2 separate regions of the Mus musculus genome follow, and region 2 is linked to region 1. Evidence: chromatin contacts called from public promoter capture Hi-C data. All regions are on one chromosome and are shown on one strand. The core of a region is the stretch at or near the end of the contact, and the rest is flanking DNA. Distances in the headings are between cores, read along the strand shown. Region 1 holds the start of Setd2 (SET domain containing 2). Region 2 holds the start of Lrrfip2 (leucine rich repeat (in FLII) interacting protein 2).

Evidence for each region. Capture Hi-C pulls out chosen DNA fragments and counts their contacts.
Region 2: a promoter capture Hi-C map of adipose tissue shows a contact between it and region 1. The contact joins the promoter of Lrrfip2 here to the promoter of Setd2 in region 1. A contact is called at or near these places in 1 of 39 promoter capture datasets (erythroid cells), 2 of 115 datasets of contacts at active chromatin or transcription factors (bone marrow-derived macrophages and memory CD8 T cells) and 1 of 9 other capture datasets (adipose tissue).

What each region holds. Positions count from the first base shown.
Region 1 is chr9:110,530,553-110,534,676 of GRCm38.p6, forward strand. Setd2 (SET domain containing 2) reads left to right here and starts at 2,045. Exons shown (of 21, transcript NM_001081340.2): 1 at 2,045-2,200. The coding sequence starts at 2,127.
Region 2 is chr9:111,116,449-111,121,210 of GRCm38.p6, forward strand. Lrrfip2 (leucine rich repeat (in FLII) interacting protein 2) reads left to right here and starts at 1,676. Exons shown (of 15, transcript NM_001374664.1): 1 at 1,676-1,941; 2 at 3,192-3,263.

The DNA.
Region 1 (4,124 bases), core at 795-3,294:
GTATTGGTTTAAAGTTTAGGATTTTATGGACTGGGATATTTCTTACTAGGTGGGTACTTGTCTAGTGTTTAGGAAGCCTTGGGTTCAATCTCCAGCACCATATAAACCAGCTCTGGTGCTGTCTCCCTTCCTGTAACCTCTCTACTATGTGGTCGATGCAGGAGGAGGAGAGATGTTCAAGGTCATCTTTGGCCAACTTACTGAGGTCAAGGCCAGATGGGATACACAAAACCCTGTCTCAAAAAGAATCAAAAAGAGGAAGTTCGGGGTTTCACAAGTCCCTCCTTTTATCCTCACAGCAGTGAGAGAATCTGTTCACAACAAAACTTTCATCTTCAGCAGGTTGTGGTGTCTGGCACCTGTAATCCAGGCATCAGGGAAGCTGGGGTAAGGATTTTGAGTTTGAGGTCAGTATAGCACATAGCAAGTTTCAGCCACAAAGGAAAGCTCACCAATGAATGCAAAACAAAATGGTCGTGGGAGACTGAAACCTAGAGCGGGTTTTGTTTTGTTTTTGGTGGACCTTGAACTTCCATGATATGAGTAAAAGTTACCAGGAAAAAAAAAATCCAGATTAACCTCTAAACAAAATGATAAAAAAATTCTGCTAGCCTACATACAAGTGAAAAAAAATGTAAATGCATGGTAGATGGCTCAGTGAGTAAAGGCACTTTCTGCCTAGCCTTATGATGTAAGTTACAGGACCCACATGGGAGACAAAAATGGACTCACTGTTATCCTCTGATCTCCACGTGCGCATGTGTGTGGCTCAACACATACCATTCCTATAAAAACAATTTTAAAAATACATTTTAGGCTGGGCAGTGGTGGCACACGCCTTTAACCCCAGCACATGGGAGGCAGAGGCAGATGGATTTGAGTTCTAGGCCACAGGAAAAACCCTGTCTTGAAAAACAAAACAAAAAACCTAGAATCCCAGCACCCAAGAGGTTGTAGGCAGGATGAAGCATTCAAGTGTTCAGGGTAAGTCTTAACTACAGAAGATGTTTGTCTAAACAATACGGCCAAGTTAGCTAGTGAAGGATTCTGTTAGATCACATTTCAATTTATTGGTGATTCCAATTAAAAAATTAGTGGCTAATCAAAGAAAATTCCACAAAAGATCTCAACTATCTAATCTGCCACTTTCATGATAAGCAACTGCTATAAATTCAGCGAGGTGTAAATTAGCTAATAGTTTCACGAAATCCTGCTAATCCAGAAATAAAAAGTTTCTAGTTTAATCTAACTTTTTTTTTTTTTTTTAGTAAGACTAATTAATAACCTTTTCCTCAGGACCACCCCCCCCCCCCAGGTCTAACAAACATAGCCTCTCTGACTTTTAGGGCGAGGGCAGAATACCGCGGTGAGGTGGTTTCGGTGGGAACACGGTGGTGGGGGCTGCGGGAGGCTGGCGGGCGGAGGGCGTGTCCGAGAAGCCCAGGCTGAGAAGCAGCCCCTGCTTAGCTTGGTTTTCGGTGCGCGGCCGAGAGCCAGTTGAAGGGGCGAGAGAGACCGAATAAAGGAGCAAGCGGGCGAGGGCGGCAGCTGCGCTACCTCAGTGCCCGGAGGCCAGGCTCTCCCAGGGCTTCGAAGGATGAAGGCGGGTGTCCTGACGGCCTTGGGCTGTTCCCGGGACGGACGCTGTCCAGGGAGGGGCAGCGGTGGCTCCCCTCCAGCTCCGGGACCCGCCTCCAACACTCGGCCCCGGGACTTATTGTTCCGGGAGGCCGCAGGCTAGGCCTGGCCTGGCCGGCGGGTTGTACCCCGCCCCTGCCAGGGTCGGTGGTGCTGGCGCGCCGACTGGCGGCCGGTGGGCTGCCCTGTGCGTGTCTCTTTAAGGGGCTGGGCCTGCAAGGCTGCAGGGCGGGCGGGGTGCGCGTCGCTTCGGGAGTGAGTGTGTGAGGGTGAGAGCGGCGGGCGGGCGGTTGCTGGAGGGAGGGAGGGAGGGAGGGAGCGAGCGAGAGAGCGAGAGAGCGGGCGGGCGGGCCAGCCAGCCAGCCAGCGACGCCGGCCGCCCCTGCCGCCGCCGCGATCGGACCAGCGGCCGCCTCCCCTCCGGTCCCCTCCCCCGCATCGGCCTGCCGCGGGGAGGGGGCTAGCGTCGCCGCCTCCAGCCGCTCCTCATGAAGCCGCTGCCGTCGCAGCAGCCGCCACCGAAGATGGGGGATTTCTACGATCCCGAGCACCCGACCCCTGAGTAAGTCTCTGCTCCGCGGTCTCCCGCTGTCGTTGGTCGCTCCAGCCCGAGGGCGGCGCGTCCTGACCGGTGGCGGCGCGCGGAGTAACGGGCCCCGGGCGGCTTCTCGCGGTCGTGGTGGAGGGCAGGCCGGGCGGAGCTCCTGGAGGCCGCCTCGCTTGGCCTCGGCTGGCCCGGCGGTTGGGCCTGGCGCGGAGAAGGCTGCTCGCGTCGCCGCGGCGGTTGGGGCGGGCGGCCCGGTGGGGGAGGGGCGGCCACGGCCTCCTCTGCCGTTGCCGCGTCCTCGGTCGGCCTGCTTAGGTTCGGCGTTCCGCGCAGCTCCTCCAGGACACTCGGTGGCGTCCCGGGCTTCTGTTGCAAACCACGGTGCATAGTCCGAGGCGCCGCAAAGGCCGACGCCGGCGTCAGGGCGCCGGCTCGTGTAGGCCGAGAATCCTCGGGCTCGGGTGGAAGCTCGGCCCATCGCCCGGCCTATCGGTGACGGCAACTCGGACCGGAAGGGCCTACCGCGCGTCTCCCCGCTTCGATCCGCGGAGGAGACCCGCGTTGCATTCCCGGTTTTGATATTATTTTTGTTTTTTGTTTTCCCTCCTCCTTGGACACTCAATTCTGGCCCAGTAGAGCGATGAGCTTCATATTCTGCACCTTTGGCGCTTGGGTTTTGTAATGGTGGCAAGGTTTGTCTGGTCCCGTTGTTGAGGTGACAGCAGTTTTGTTTTTTAACCTGAAAGTGAAAACCTGGCAAACATTTCTTGATTATGATGCTTGAACACTTTGGCGTCCTATTTCTTAGGTAATAGAATCTAGAATCTTATCTACAAGGATGGCTTTACTGCGTGTGAAGATTTAGTTAAGAGACCCTTTGTATAGTCTTCTCTAAAGAAGATAGTGTACTTGTAAAGCGAAATACAGTTTTGTCGTATAGTTTCTTTTCAGTACACCTAGGGCATTTTTATATTTCTGTTGGGTGTCAGATGGTGGTGTACACCTGAGATACCAACTGAATTAGGATTGCAGGCAGGCTTCCTCAAAACAACAACATAAGTAAAAAAGCAAGCTTCCACTTCAGAGTCAGGAGTCCGTGCGAAGCTTCCCTAAGCCCTCACAAGATCATTTTGTTGTTTTTAGATAAATGGTTTCACCTTGTTGCCTAGGCTGCTCTTGAATTTACTGTGGCTGGCCTCGAACCTGGGATCCTTCCTCTTCAGCTTCTTCAGTGCTGGGATTGCAGGTGCTGACAACTAAGAAAAACCATTGTTTTACCTCAATTTGCTTGTATTGATGTCTGCACATAGCAACAAAATTCATTCCCAAGTTAAGGTTTGAAGGGATGTCTAGTGAAAAACAAAACTTTTCACTAAATTACCACATTACACATTTTTGGGGGAACCTTTGCCAAAGTTTTTCACCTTGGCTCAGAAACATTTGGATCTTACTTAATAGTTCTTTAGTGTTGTAACACAAAAGTTATTTTGTTGGAGTGTTATCTCCACACACAAAGCAAAATCCTCATGTTGCCTTAAAATAAAATTTCATTGGGAAAATTTTGACAATCCTGTTTTTGACCCAAGAACAGCCTGAGTAGTTTTATACTTGTTTTCTAAGTTTACAGAAGCCCTTTAGTGGCCCATCTTAGTTTGTCTTTACTTGACAGATAATCTTGGTACCCAGACCACCTCTGCGAAGGCTTGATGTGCTCTTACAGCAAAGCTCATCTCTTACTTGTAGTAGGAAACCAGCATGGCTTTGTCTTCTCCTGGGTTTTTGGCTTTGGAATAACACTTAAAGGTTTTTGCTTTGAGACTTGAAAAACCTCAAAAGGAATTTGTATCATTCAATTAATGTAGGTTGCGTGCTTATCATGTACAAAGTCATGTGCTAGCCCCCCAGGAAGGGCAAAGAGCCATGCAGTGACTTTCCAGGT
Region 2 (4,762 bases), core at 426-2,925, 590 kb after region 1:
ATCCAGCCATCACACTTTCCAAAAAGTATAAACATTTGCAAAATTTTCCTTCATCTATTAATATATCTGTGGAGCAGCCAGCCCACACAGACCTGGGGCATTCACATGTCAGAATATTCCATAAAGATCTGGGAACAGATATTTTTGGCAGAAAGAGAGACTTAATGTGCCGAGAACGACTGCCTACCACGTAATTCAGGGTTACAGCCTGAGTCAGGGACTCCTCGCTGTGACAAAGAGTGTCAGTCTACAACATTCTTTCGAATCGTTTATTATAGACTCTTTCAACAAGAGGAGTCGTTTTTGTTTTCAGTTGCCAAATAGGTGGCAAAATATGAAGGAGAAGTAACAGCGAACTTCTAAAGCTGCTTCACAACACTAGTGTTAACGCCTATTTTTACAATGAAAGAGAGCTAGGTGTGGTGGCGCTTGCCTGTGACCCCAGCACTGGAGTGGCTGCTAGCTTTGCCGACCTGGTAAATTCCAGGTCTATGTGAGATTTAATAATGTCTTTAAAAAACCAAGGAGCATGACTCCAGGGAAATACCACCCAAAGTTGCTGTCTGTGAGCCAATTGTAGACAGACAGACAGACACACAGTTTCTCTCAGCACACTTTTCTCTGTGTGCTGAACCTCCAGGATTGATTGATCCCACAGTGGCAGCCCCGTGAACATGAAAGGTTAATCAAGCCTTTGATATCTCAGTGGATACGGGCAGCTCTGAAAGTCCTTTTAGAAGCCATCAGACAAAATCCAAACATGTCATCCGTGGGCTTATTCGTGGGCTTCTGAAATCTGCAGTTTTTGCAGATGGGAGGTCGTGCCTAAGACCATTTTGTGCCCTTTCCCCCAGATACCTGCTCGGCTATCACTTCCTGCCAGAGGTCTTCTCTCACCATCTTCTCCAGCCAGAGGCCTCACCCTCAAAATGTTCTCATCATTGCTTGCCGCTGAGTTCACGACAATCTGTCATTACCTTGTTTATCTGATCAAGTTCATCTACTCAATTAGAAGGCAAGTTTCCCCGAGAGCATGATCAGGGCTTCCGGTGCCTGGAACTTTGAACGTGAGGGCCTTCCCCAGATACTTTTGGGATTGAAGAACATGCCTACGATTTGGGTCTGTGTGTTTGTGTGTGTGCGCGCGTGTGTGTGATGTGTACAGGTCTCACTGTGATAATTCAAACTCCTTTGCCCTGCCACAGGTTCCAGGGTACCCGGGACAACAGGTGTATAGCATCATACCTGATTTTATGCTGGGAATGGCACCCAAGGTTACAGATATGCTAAGTAAGCACCCTATTACCTGCGCTACAGCCTCAGGTGGAAATCTCTTTAAAAACAGGTATTTTCATTTCGTTCAGCCACACCCACCCTCCACATCCTTTCCCACAGACTGCGCGCCAGGTGCCTCACTCACCCAAAACCTCCCACCAGACCGCTTTGAGGCCACCTGGCTAAGTACGGTTACGAAACGCTCAGATACCAACGCTCGGGACCAGGCCCGGCTTGAGCCAGTGCGTGTCGAGCGTGTCTCCCTCCCCGTCACCCGCGAGCCCTGCGCTCCGCGGTCCAGCCAGTAGCCTCCGAGCCGCGCGCGTCCGCTACCCCGCCGCCTGCCACAAGTACTTCCGGGTGAGCGGGTCGCCGGCCGGTGGCCCCGCCCCTCTGCCCCGCCACCGCCGCAGCTGCAGCCGCTGCTCGGGCTGCGGCTCGTCCCGGGTCGCGTTCGCTGTGTCGGCCGCGGGGCGAAGGGCGCGCTCAGTGTGACTCCACGACCGGCCGCGGCGCGAGGAGCCCTTCTTTTTGTCTCCCTGCGGCCCGCGGGGTGGACGGTGCGGGGGGGTGCAGAGTGTGGCCGGCGCTCTCCTCTCCCGGCTCCCGGGCGGCCGCTCCGGCCCTTCCGGGCGGCGCCGCAGCCTCATCCCGCGCCACACGCAGGTAAGGGCAGGCGGCGGACCCGGCTGTCTCCAGGCGCTGCCCAGTGGCGGCTCCGGGCTGGGGTCGCCCGGCGGGTCCCCTGCTCCCGCTTCGCCCGCCCCCCGCGGGGGAAGAAGGGGTTACGCCCCTTGGACCGGGCATCACTTGGGACAGCTGGGTGCTCCAGCTCCCGTTGCTCCCGGCGCCACACTCCCGCAGACTCTGTCCTCAGTCTGTCCCGGGAGGGGCCGCCCCGGGAACGGTGTCAGGCCGGTGGAGGGCGTAGCTTTTTGAGTGAGATTCCCCCCTCTCCTGCTTCCTTCTTGATCTGAACTGAAGCGCGCGGGCTTACCAGGCTCAGGGCAGGACGGTCAGGGTTAATGCTTGACTAACAGCGGGCGTTATTTACACCCACATTGTGGAGTTTCATAGCTCCAGTCAGGCCTGGTTTCCCTTTGCTGTGGATATCCAGCAGGAAGCAAGGGACATAAGAGAACCCAGAGGAGAAAAGTTCAAGCGTTTGCTTTGTGTATTATGTTCCCCACCTCGAGACATACAAATATAACGTAGAAACGTGGCTAAAGGGTATCCCAAACTTTCAGTATTTGTAGCCCCTTTTGCTTTTCCCATTTAGTGACTCAGCATTTTTGCCACGGTTTTTCTACAGTAGCTTGATTGACTGAAAACTCTGTAAGGATAACAGTGACTGCTATTCGTGTTGTGTTATCGCAGCGAGAAGAGGTGCAGTCAGGGTATCGACAGATACATTCTTAATCAGTGTTGGACTTTTTCTCCCCAGTAGGTGTGAAAAGCTGCAATTGCTGAAGAATGTGTGTTGCAGTAAGAGTTAGTTGGCCAAGTTTACCGTAGCTTCAATGTCTTGCAGAGTTAGCCCCGATTAACCAACATCATGCTCTGTTTAACAACTACAGGGATCCTATGACCTCGTATTTAATACACTCATGCCGAGTAAGAACTTCGGAAAGTGTGATTCACGTCGGAAGTGAGGTCACACTCTGACTCGTAGATCGGGATCTTCCCATTGAAATAGAGGAAAGCCAGACCTTTTCTGCCCGTTTAATTAGATAATTGTACTCTTTTTTTTTATAGCGAGTGATGTATAATGTTTGGTTCTGTTTGTTGCTGGGTGGTGATTGTCATGCACTATGGCATGGAAATCAAACGTTAAAATTTGTATAATGTTTTGTTTTGTAATACTTTGTTGGACTGCTGTGATTTTTAAGTCCCCCCCCCCTTTTTTTTTTTACCAGATGTGGGAAGACAAATGAAGGGATTTAGAAGCCAAGTAAATGTCATTGGGAAGGAGAGCTACCACCACTGAGGTAGGAAATAGTACTGTGTACTATATAAAATAGCTTTTTGAGTGGGAAGCTGCAGCACTTTGCCATCCTATCCTTAAAGATGCTGAATGAGACTATATTAACTTCTGTTCTGGAAGGAATTGTGTTGAAGTTTTGGTGTATTTTTAGAATTGACTAATTTCAAACTTGAAGTAACTTTTTAGTGCTGCAATGTCATTTGATCATTTTAGTCTTTCAAAATGAGATGCAAAAAAACTTTGGATCCCAGAGTTCTTTATAGGGACAACCTTGCTTTCTTTCCAGTTTTTTTTTCTTTTCTTTTCTTTGTAGAGTCCTGATTATTTTACCTTGATTGACAGTTTAGAAGTCCTATTGACTAGTTGGAAGATAATACCAAATGTATTGGTGTTAACTTAAGACAGACGTCCCTTTGATTCTTTGACTAACTTTTTGGCATCTTTCTCCCTTTGGATATCGATACTTAAATTCAGAGTGTTCTCCAATGTTGCTTTTTATTTCTGTCCAGCTGATAGGATGATGATTCTGTTCTTGTTAACAGAGATTCCCTTTTGGAAAATCCCCTGTGAAAACCTTCATTGGAGATAGTCTTGACGCACAAATACGTCAGGGAAATCTTCTTAGGTTAGGATTTAAGCATCTTCAGAATGAAGGGAAAAGAGATAGGAAGCATATTTGGCAACACAAAACCAATTTGTCGTTGTTGTTGTTGTTGTTGTTGCTAACTTAGGACAGAAAAGTGATTTCTTGCAAAGATCTCTGTGAATCTTACCCTGCTCCTTGTATGAAAAGGGACAGATTTGGTGACGTGATGGTGGGGTGGGGATGATTGTCCTTCTGACGTGGTGGGAGCTCTGTTGAGGATTAGCTAAAAGGCAGTAAAATTCTTCTGTCCTTATTCAAGGACTGCTGTCTGCTGTGCCGACTAAACAATCCCGTTGGCAGCTTTTCTCTTAGGCAGTTGCTTTCCCTCTGGAGAGTCTGAGTGGTGGACGTGATCCTTACCTGGGAAGCCATACTCCTTAGCCCTTATGTTTGCAAATAAACACTAGACTCTGACCCCTATTCAAAGCCCAGCTTTTAAAACTTCAGCAGGAAAGGAATTGAGCAGAGTTTACCTTATGAGTAAAATGTCTTTGTCCCTTTCCCCATTCTTTCCCTTTAAAGCTAATAGAAGACAAGACTGTCTTGGAAACGGAGTGCTTGGCATTGCACTTTAACCTTTCAAGCTTTCTGGTCAGCGGAAAGTTAGTCTAGACTTAAAGCAGTTACACACTAGGCTAAACTTATACATTGTAAAGCTGGGCTTATCCTGTGAGAATGCCAGTTCTTGGACAGTCACTGAGGCTCGATATCTGGGTATGGTCTTCTTTTAGTCTAGGGGTTGGAAAAGAAATAGGTAAATAGACACTTGGGAAGAAATGACATCCATAGACAGAGAGCTCAGTGGCGTTTGTGCCACTTTTAAAGATTTGTAAAACACGTAAAAGCAATGGTCATAC